Linked DNA regions of Dromaius novaehollandiae: region 2 is linked to region 1. The links are chromatin contacts, called in public Hi-C maps. All regions are on one chromosome and are shown on one strand. Each heading gives the region's core, a stretch centred on a gene start, on an enhancer-like site or on the middle of the called end of the contact. The rest is flanking DNA. Distances are from core to core; before and after follow the strand shown.

Region 1 (4,181 bases), core at 675-3,174:
AGTTCTTAATCTGGAGAAAGGTGTAACTCACATTTACTCAGCAATTGAACAAAGATTTTCTTTTCTTTTTTTTTCTTTTTTAGTTGGGTTGACAAATATAATTATGTTTGGATGCTGTTCTGCTTGAATCAAATGTTCTAACTCATGTCTCTAACCTGTAAAAACCTCCTAATTATTTTAATGAGGTATTGAAATACTTATAGCTGGCGACAAAAAGGTTATCTCCAGGAAAGTATAATCTCTGATAAACAGCTAGGAGTCATGGATTTACCTGGAATGAAGAACTCATTGTGTTTATGTATTTCCTGTGAAATTAATACTGTCATTTTTTGTATGCATTTACATTTTGGTGACAATGTGGCTTAAACTGTCTTGCACCCCTCTTCCCAGCAGCTACTCAGTCTGTGCCATGCTTTGCCTCCTTGACTGTACCAGGATAGCTGTTTTCATGGATATGTGGTGAACTGGACTAATTAATGATTTGCTAGGTTTTAATCTGGATCAATCTTCTGATTCAGTGCGTCACATATCTACAAATCCAGCTGTCCTGATGCAACTAAAGGAGTAAGAAGAAGGAAGAGTGGAGGGAGCGATCAGGCTGGGGCAGGATAAACCAGCACAGTCACCGAAAGAAATAGCTGGGAAACTGTGGCCTCAGCAAAAATCAGTTACTTTGCCTGTTCATACACCATCCAGAAGAGATTTACCTGAGAGAATTCACCCACCCTTAAGTTGCCTGCTTCTGAGCACCTACAAATGATGTCATCCATCTGCATGGCCTATTGCTACTTTTAGAAATACAGTTTGATATTTCCTTATCAAGCTCACTCTCAAAGGTGTGATTTCTGCTAACCAAAACACAAGTAAGAAATCTCTTTTCTTCTTTTTCTTCTTCTTCTCTTTTTAAGTAATGGAAGAGCTCTGATTACCTTGCCAGTCCCTAATTATAATGTTGCCTAAATTATGACTGAAATGCACAGCAAAAGTAATATGTACTAATACAGTACGTGAATTGAACTTAACAAAAAATATTGAAAGATTTGATTCATTTTTTCCTGTTTCTCCGTAACATTAAATTATTTAATTTAATAGAAAAAAAGCCCTTGTTGTTCAGCATCTTGAAATAATGCTTTCTTATTTTGGCTGCATCTGCATTTGTGCTGGGGTAAGTAATACTGTACTGCATTGGTGAGATGGTATTGGTGCAGTTTTTATGTCATTTGTGATAGTTGCTTAATTGGTCTAAACTTTAGATTTTACTAGTAGCTCAAAGGATTGTGTGGATATGTGCAAAGATACGGTAACATGAAAATATGTGCAGAGCTGGTCTCAATTTGCTTCACTAAACCAGATTTAACTTAGCAAGTGCATTTTGTATGCTGTAATTATTTCTACATAGTTAAAATTTCAAGGCTTAACCGTGAGCAATCTTGCATGATGGTTAAACTCAGCTGAACAATTAAACAGAAGTTGAAGTAATATGTATGCTTAAGTGTTTTTCCTAATAAGGGAGAATATGCTTAAGTGCTTGAGTACTTGGTTGAAAAGGGACTTCAAATTCTATGCAAATAGATAAAATTCACAGAAGTATGTCTGACAGCTAATGACATGTTCTAGGTCACAGACTGCTGAAAGCAAGGGGATGATGCATCTACTCAGATAAAAGATTTTGTGAAAAGACACTCTTAGATCTTATCCATCAATCTATTTAATAGATGAGTTGTTATAATATATTTGTAAATTCATTAAGATTATCATAGGCAGCAAGGTAAGGTGATAGAAAGCAAAACTTTGTTGCAGTGGTCTTAGCAGGAGTTAAACACTTTAAACCCTAGTTCTTCCAGAAAAGCAGTAATTCACTTCTACCAGGAGAGGCTGCTCAGCAACTGTTTCTTGGCCAAGAGCCTCACTGCTTCTGTGGAGTTTCCATCCAGAAAGAGCATCTAGTTAAGCTTCAGCACTGCCAACACAGATGTTCACACGTGCTCCCGTAAGTTCAGATGGTTTGTTTGAGAGGTTTCTTTCTTCTGTGTGTGCATGCATGTATGTGTGCGTGCCAGCCCTGTCTCCCCAGGTGTTTTATAAGGATCTGAAACACCAGTCGTGGTTCTTCAGACTGGGGCAGAGTATTTCACTTAGTGGTAATGGGCCTGAGAAACTTTGAGGATATAGTTCTTCATCTCTCTCTGTCTCAGCTTCCCTTACGTTAAATGGCAATGATAAAACTCCTCTCACCATTATGGCTTCCCTCGTGCTGATAATGAGTGCCTTACCCTTTTGGGATGATAACAGAAGGCGAGTACTCTGAGCACTGAAGTTTTGCATAAGAAGGCCTCTTTAGGCATGTTTTGTGGTCCGTGTGTTCAGACATATGCCAGGTAACGATCTGCACTGAAGTTTCTGGGAAAATGGTAGGTTAGAAACAGATGTAAACCAGTTGTCAACCTGTTCAGATTGCAGGCAACTCTTGGTGTACCTGAAAACAGGGAGGTGTTTACATTTCTACTGGCAAAAATTCCTAAACAAATACCCTCTTCAGACAGTGCTTGAGCACGAGTTTTATAGCTGTTTTTAAAGAATTTGGTCAAGATCATGCCAGAAATTTGTAGAATACATTAACCTAGGCTCTCCAGTTGCAGATTAATGTCCTAAGCCCCTTTTTCTTCCTCTTTTCTGTACCACTTGTTCTAGACTAATTCCTTGAAACAGTCCTAACTTTGCTCCAAATATGAAAAAGACAGATATAATCAGTGCCTGAGGTGTAATGAGTGCCTCCAGCTGAGACTTTACATATCTTACGTGACCTTCAGTGCAGGGTTACCGAGCCACCAATAGTTCATCATCCCTTAAAAACAAAGAAGCCAGTTACTCTAGGGCACAAAGACTCTGTGTATACTCTCCTGCTATGACTCCGCTAGCCCCGTTTCCCGCCTACATGTGCTGTGTTAACTGAGAAGTGCTCATGGGGACAGGAAGAGAGCGCCCCTTTTAGAAGCACTCCCAATCTGGAGTCAAGATTATTGGTGATCTACCGAAATATAGCCCACACAGCAATGCAGCAAAGGCCGTGTTATTACTGCTTACCATAAGCAGGGTATGCTGTACATGTATTCCTCCCTAATCACAGAGAAATAGTGGAGAGAAACCCTGCACCATATTTTCACTGCCCAGTCCCATCCAAGTACCAGAGCTTGCCTCACTCTCGAAACAATGAAGGCAAAACTGCCTAGGACAATGTAGCCGTGGTTCCTGAAATGCTACCAAACTTCTTGGCTTTCCTACAGCTGCTCACAGCCTCTGCTCTGACATTCCTGGTTGAACTCCGAAACAACCTGAGCCTCTTTGGCAACCAGCTGCACCAGAACCTGGGCCATCACCAGCCAGACCCAGCGCGTCCTGCCTGCCAGCACTACACAGGTGCCTGCTGGCTCTCATTGCTCCCTTCAAAGCTGTCAGATATGACTGCAGCTAGTTCCTAGCAAGGCAAACATATTTCCTCAGCCACCAAGAAGCAGGTTCCCAGAGACATGAATGGAATCAAGCCTGCTTTTTATCCAGGTTCTTCTTTGGCAAAAGGTTTCTAGCTGGTTTCTAGGGTAGAATATTTTTGCTGTGCAGGTAAACCATCTTGGATGAGGTCTTCTAGGTGCTCTTTGTCTTATGGTCCAGGCATACAGCTCCCTTTGAGGTGTCTGGTCAGCTAGGCCAGGACACACAGCTTCTGGGGGACTAGAGGAGACTAGCAAAGCTGATTTGGGGACAGGCCATGGAAGTCCGGTCTCTTCTTATAGCCCTCTCAAGGGTGGAGGAACAAGGGAAGAGGGGTTGAATATCAGCAGTGATTTTTGGCACTTGCTGAACAAAGCACATGTCACCTGAAGACATGCATCTTAACTTGGAGTTCAGTTCTCCTGTTCTCTGTATCCTACCCTGCTGCAAGTATACCCCACAACACAAATAACTCTTCAGTAACAGTCACCTCTGCTATGTCCCTAGTTGACCCTCAGGCCTGAGACTCTGTGCTGGGGCCCATTGGCTCCCTTCAAGGGAGACCCTTCATCATGTAACAGAGACAGGAGTCCAAGGGCAGGGGCAGGGCCTGGGATCTGGAGCTCAGAAGAGGAGGCGCCCTGCTGCAAGCAGGCTGAATCTAGAAGGGAGAGTGCCAGCCGTTTTTGAGG
Region 2 (3,774 bases), core at 9-2,508, 130 kb after region 1:
ATGTACCTGCCTGCCACAGCTTTAAGACTCACAACTTTGAACACAGTTGAGTGTATGCACGTGCTCTAGATTCACACACGATGAACTTGTACTCTATCAGAACCGAGCCAAAGACTACCATTACTCCATCTGGAAAACTAAGATGTCCAGCAAAAAATATAGAGCAATTTCATAGAGCGTTATCCCATCAAAAGCACAGTAAAAAAACACACAAAAAAGCTGACAACACCAGAAAAGCTGCTAGAAAAATCTAAACAGTAGAAAATAAGGACTTTCTGTATAAATCTCACTTCTTTTTTGTATTTACCATTCCCACACTGGCCTCTCTTTCATTACACTTCTATACAAAGCATGGACTGGCTCTGTTCATGATTAAAGCTCTCACCTCCATACAATTTGCAATTGCAACCAAGCCTTCTACCATCAAGATTCAAGGTAATTATTTTGCATTTCATTTCCATGACTGTGGCAGCACTTAATCAACAAAGTCCCTACTTATATGTATTTATATAGATATACATGTATATATACACACACACATACATACACACGACAAATACTGTTGCAGTTATCTTCACCTCCCGTGGTCAGAGTGTCAGTCATCCTAGAAGGTGAAGGCATACACCACTCCCACAACCACGATATTTCCAATCGTTGCAATTATTGCAATCCATAATAATATGGCATCATTTGAAGAACGGGACGTCTCTTCTGGAGGATTCTGCATGGAAGAAGCTGCATGGACGTTGGCTGATGAGTTAAACAAGGAGTACTCTGTACTAAAGTCCTCGTTGGGTGAGTCCATAAAGGCTCCTCCCATAACAGGAAGCTGTGAAGAAACATATGGCAAAATTGGATTAAAGGCTGATGTCCATATTTGCTTTATCTTAAAATCATTACAAAAAAGTAACAACTAGCCAACCTGCAAAAATATTATTTCATGTACATGGTGCTAAGCTGTCAGGAATCTCAAACACATGCACATGCATGTATTTTACATTATTTCTTCCATAACCTTCATTCTGCATTCAAATATCTCTATTCCATTTCTGTTAGAATCAATATGATTGCAGGAAACCAATAATATTACATGTAATTTACACAGGAGCTAGCACGCATACTCTGAATCAACTTAAATAATTTATAGATTCAAAAAGAAGAGCTACAGTTATCCACAAATTACGCCTATACAAAAAGGTAGGTTTACAGCACATCTGTTTTGTGACTAATGATTACCAGCAATGGGATCATGCTGCACAGAGGAATCAGGCAAGCAGAATGAGGAAGTGATGCAGGGAGTTCATTCTCCCTTCATGTATGGCTCAAAAGCAAACCCTTGATTTATACAGAGATCATTGCAAAAGTTCTTACTGTAAGAAGGTAACTGTAAGGTGGAGTGTATGCAGTGCTCTAAATTCACTTGCAAAACACACCACTGCAAAGATGCAGGATTCAAAAACCTATACAGCAGAATTCAGATTGGATTATGAAAAGCAAGACTCTCCACAGCAATGAAGTGGCAGATTTCCAGCACTTCTCCCACCTCAGACTTCTCCTACTGAGAGGTATACAGTTTCTTTGTTGTACTTGGTGGACTTATCAGCAGTACCAGAAGTTCTCAGCAAGATGGCAGTTATTCAGCATGAGACTATGGAAACGTTAAAGTAAAAAGGAACCATTTACTCTTGTCCTCATACAGGTTTCAGTTGTCTTCCCAACCTCATCTCAGATACCAATGCAAATTCTTCATGCTTCAACAACTGCTTTACCCTATGGATGGAGGTGCAAAGCCACATCCTCCCCCAAACGTATGGATTTCTTGATCAGGCAAGAAAAGGTTACGTACTGCAGGGCTAGGACTGTCTACTACTACTAAGAAAAGGGTCACATAAAAGCTTTTTGCTTTCATCTTTGTTCCTTGCACTTTTAGGAATGCAGGTCTGGGAGAGTCTGCCCTAGTTCACTGAGTCCAGACTCCACAGTCACATGCAGCTGGAGGACATTTTTTCAGAGAGAGAGCTGCAGAACATCTGCTTCACTAATCTGTAGATTCCCAGGACATACACTGCTGAATATCCTGCAAAAAAAAGCCTAAAATCTGCTGAGCAATCTCAGAAACCACAACTGATAGTACCACAGGAAGAGCAGGAGCAGTGAGGGGTATCCTAAAGCCCCAGGCCTCTGCAGTATTCAGTAACTAAAATCCCAGAGCATTATAGTAGGTAGACCAAACCAATGTCAGAACTGGGGAAAAAAAAAAAAAAAAAAAAAAAAAAAAAAAAAAAAACCCAAAAAACCCCCAAAACAGAACCATGTGTCCAAATATCTCTGCCAGCCTGACCTGAAGGGAAAAACCCCATAATGACTTCGATGACCCGTTTGACATCAAGCAATGAGTAAAACCTAGACATCAGTGCATCCTACCTACATCCTGCTTTTAGATGTGGTCAAATAACAATGCTTCAAAGAAAGCTTAAAAAAAAAAAAAAATCTGATTTTTATAGGCAAGTCATGTGTGAGAAATTGGAGACATCTTCCAACCTCAGCTTTGGAGCTACAGCTTCATGAGAAGAACCCACCTGAGAGATTTTTCTTCTCATAACAACTTTCAGCAGTTTTGAAACATGAGTGTCCAGGCATTTGGACTGTATGAAATAATACTTGCATACATCACACCATCAAAAGTACATTGCATTTGGCAATAAAAAGCTTTATGCACCAGCCAGTCTTCAAGGTAGACCTGGGAAAATACTATGCCCCTGACTTACTTGATGGGTGTGAGAAATTGGAGACATCTTCCAACCTCAGCTTTGGAGCTACAGCTTCATGAGAAGAACCCACCTGAGAGATTTTTCTTCTCATAACAACTTTCAGCAGTTTTGAAACATGAGTGTCCAGGCATTTGGACTGTATGAAATAATACTTGCATACATCGCACCATCAAAAGTACATTGCATTTGGCAATAAAAAGCTTTATGCACCAGCCAGTCTTCAAGGTAGACCTGGGAAAATACTATGCCCCTGACTTACTTGATGGGACACAGTCAAACTGCAATAGTAAAGAACACTACTAAGGTTTGGGTAGATTACACTGCTTTGTGTATATGACTAAGCTCATTAATTACTGAAGCTCATTAATAAAAATAACCGCAGGCCAGGCCTAGAAACTGAGAGCAAGGGAAATCCTATAGATATTCTGAGCCTATCAAAAACGGATTCAACAATTGCCTCAAGATAAGCATAGACCTGGGTATCCATAGGACTGGATGGCTGGGGGTGAGGGAAAGGGAGAGCTAAGTTTTTCCAGGAATGAAAAGAAGCAGTGGAATATCTGAGGAAACTGGCAGCCTATACATTAGGAGCTTTCTGAGAAGAGGGAAAGTTCGTTATGTGTTACCTTGCTAATAACAAATTGACTCAATAAGAAAGGTCTCTGCATAGGGGAAACCTATGGGATTACTGAGATGACTTTCCATGCTGACACTGAAGGTCAGTGGCAGAGCTGGGAATAGCATCTGAATTTCCTTACTCTTCATCCTGAGCTTTGATGAAATTTAGATTAAATACAAATCTTAATGTGTGTTGAGGGTTTACTTATGTTTAAACAGTGAGCTTGGGAATGGCTATAAAGAGGCAGAGGAACTGAGTTCTTGCAGGCTACAGCAGTCCATGTGACTAGATCTCCAGAGCCCCATTTCTGTTCTGCAGCATTTTCAGCCTGTGTCCTTGCCCTTTACCATCTTTTCTCAATCACTGTGGTAGAGAGCAGGCATC

The links. A called contact is a pair of places that touch in the nucleus more often than the background predicts.
Region 2: a Hi-C map of liver shows a contact between it and region 1, with 4 times the contacts expected there. The contact joins two enhancer-like sites. A contact is called at or near these places in 2 of 4 Hi-C or Micro-C datasets (brain and liver).

The regions. Positions count from the first base shown.
Region 1 is chr5:16,584,212-16,588,392 of bDroNov1.hap1, forward strand. BDKRB1 (bradykinin receptor B1) reads right to left here. Exons shown (of 3, transcript XR_010389327.1): 3 at 1,725-4,181. Among named protein-coding and RNA genes, the nearest start is that of BDKRB1, 23 kb to the right of the region's middle. Within about 2 kb of position 1,925, at least 2 of the 2 cell types and tissues checked have open chromatin away from gene starts, as enhancers often do.
Region 2 is chr5:16,711,698-16,715,471 of bDroNov1.hap1, forward strand. It overlaps C5H14orf132 (chromosome 5 C14orf132 homolog), which reads right to left. Exons shown (of 2, transcript XM_064512112.1): 2 at 1-829. The coding sequence ends at 605. Among named protein-coding and RNA genes, the nearest start is that of C5H14orf132, 38 kb to the right of the region's middle. Within about 2 kb of position 1,259, at least 1 of the 2 cell types and tissues checked has open chromatin away from gene starts, as enhancers often do.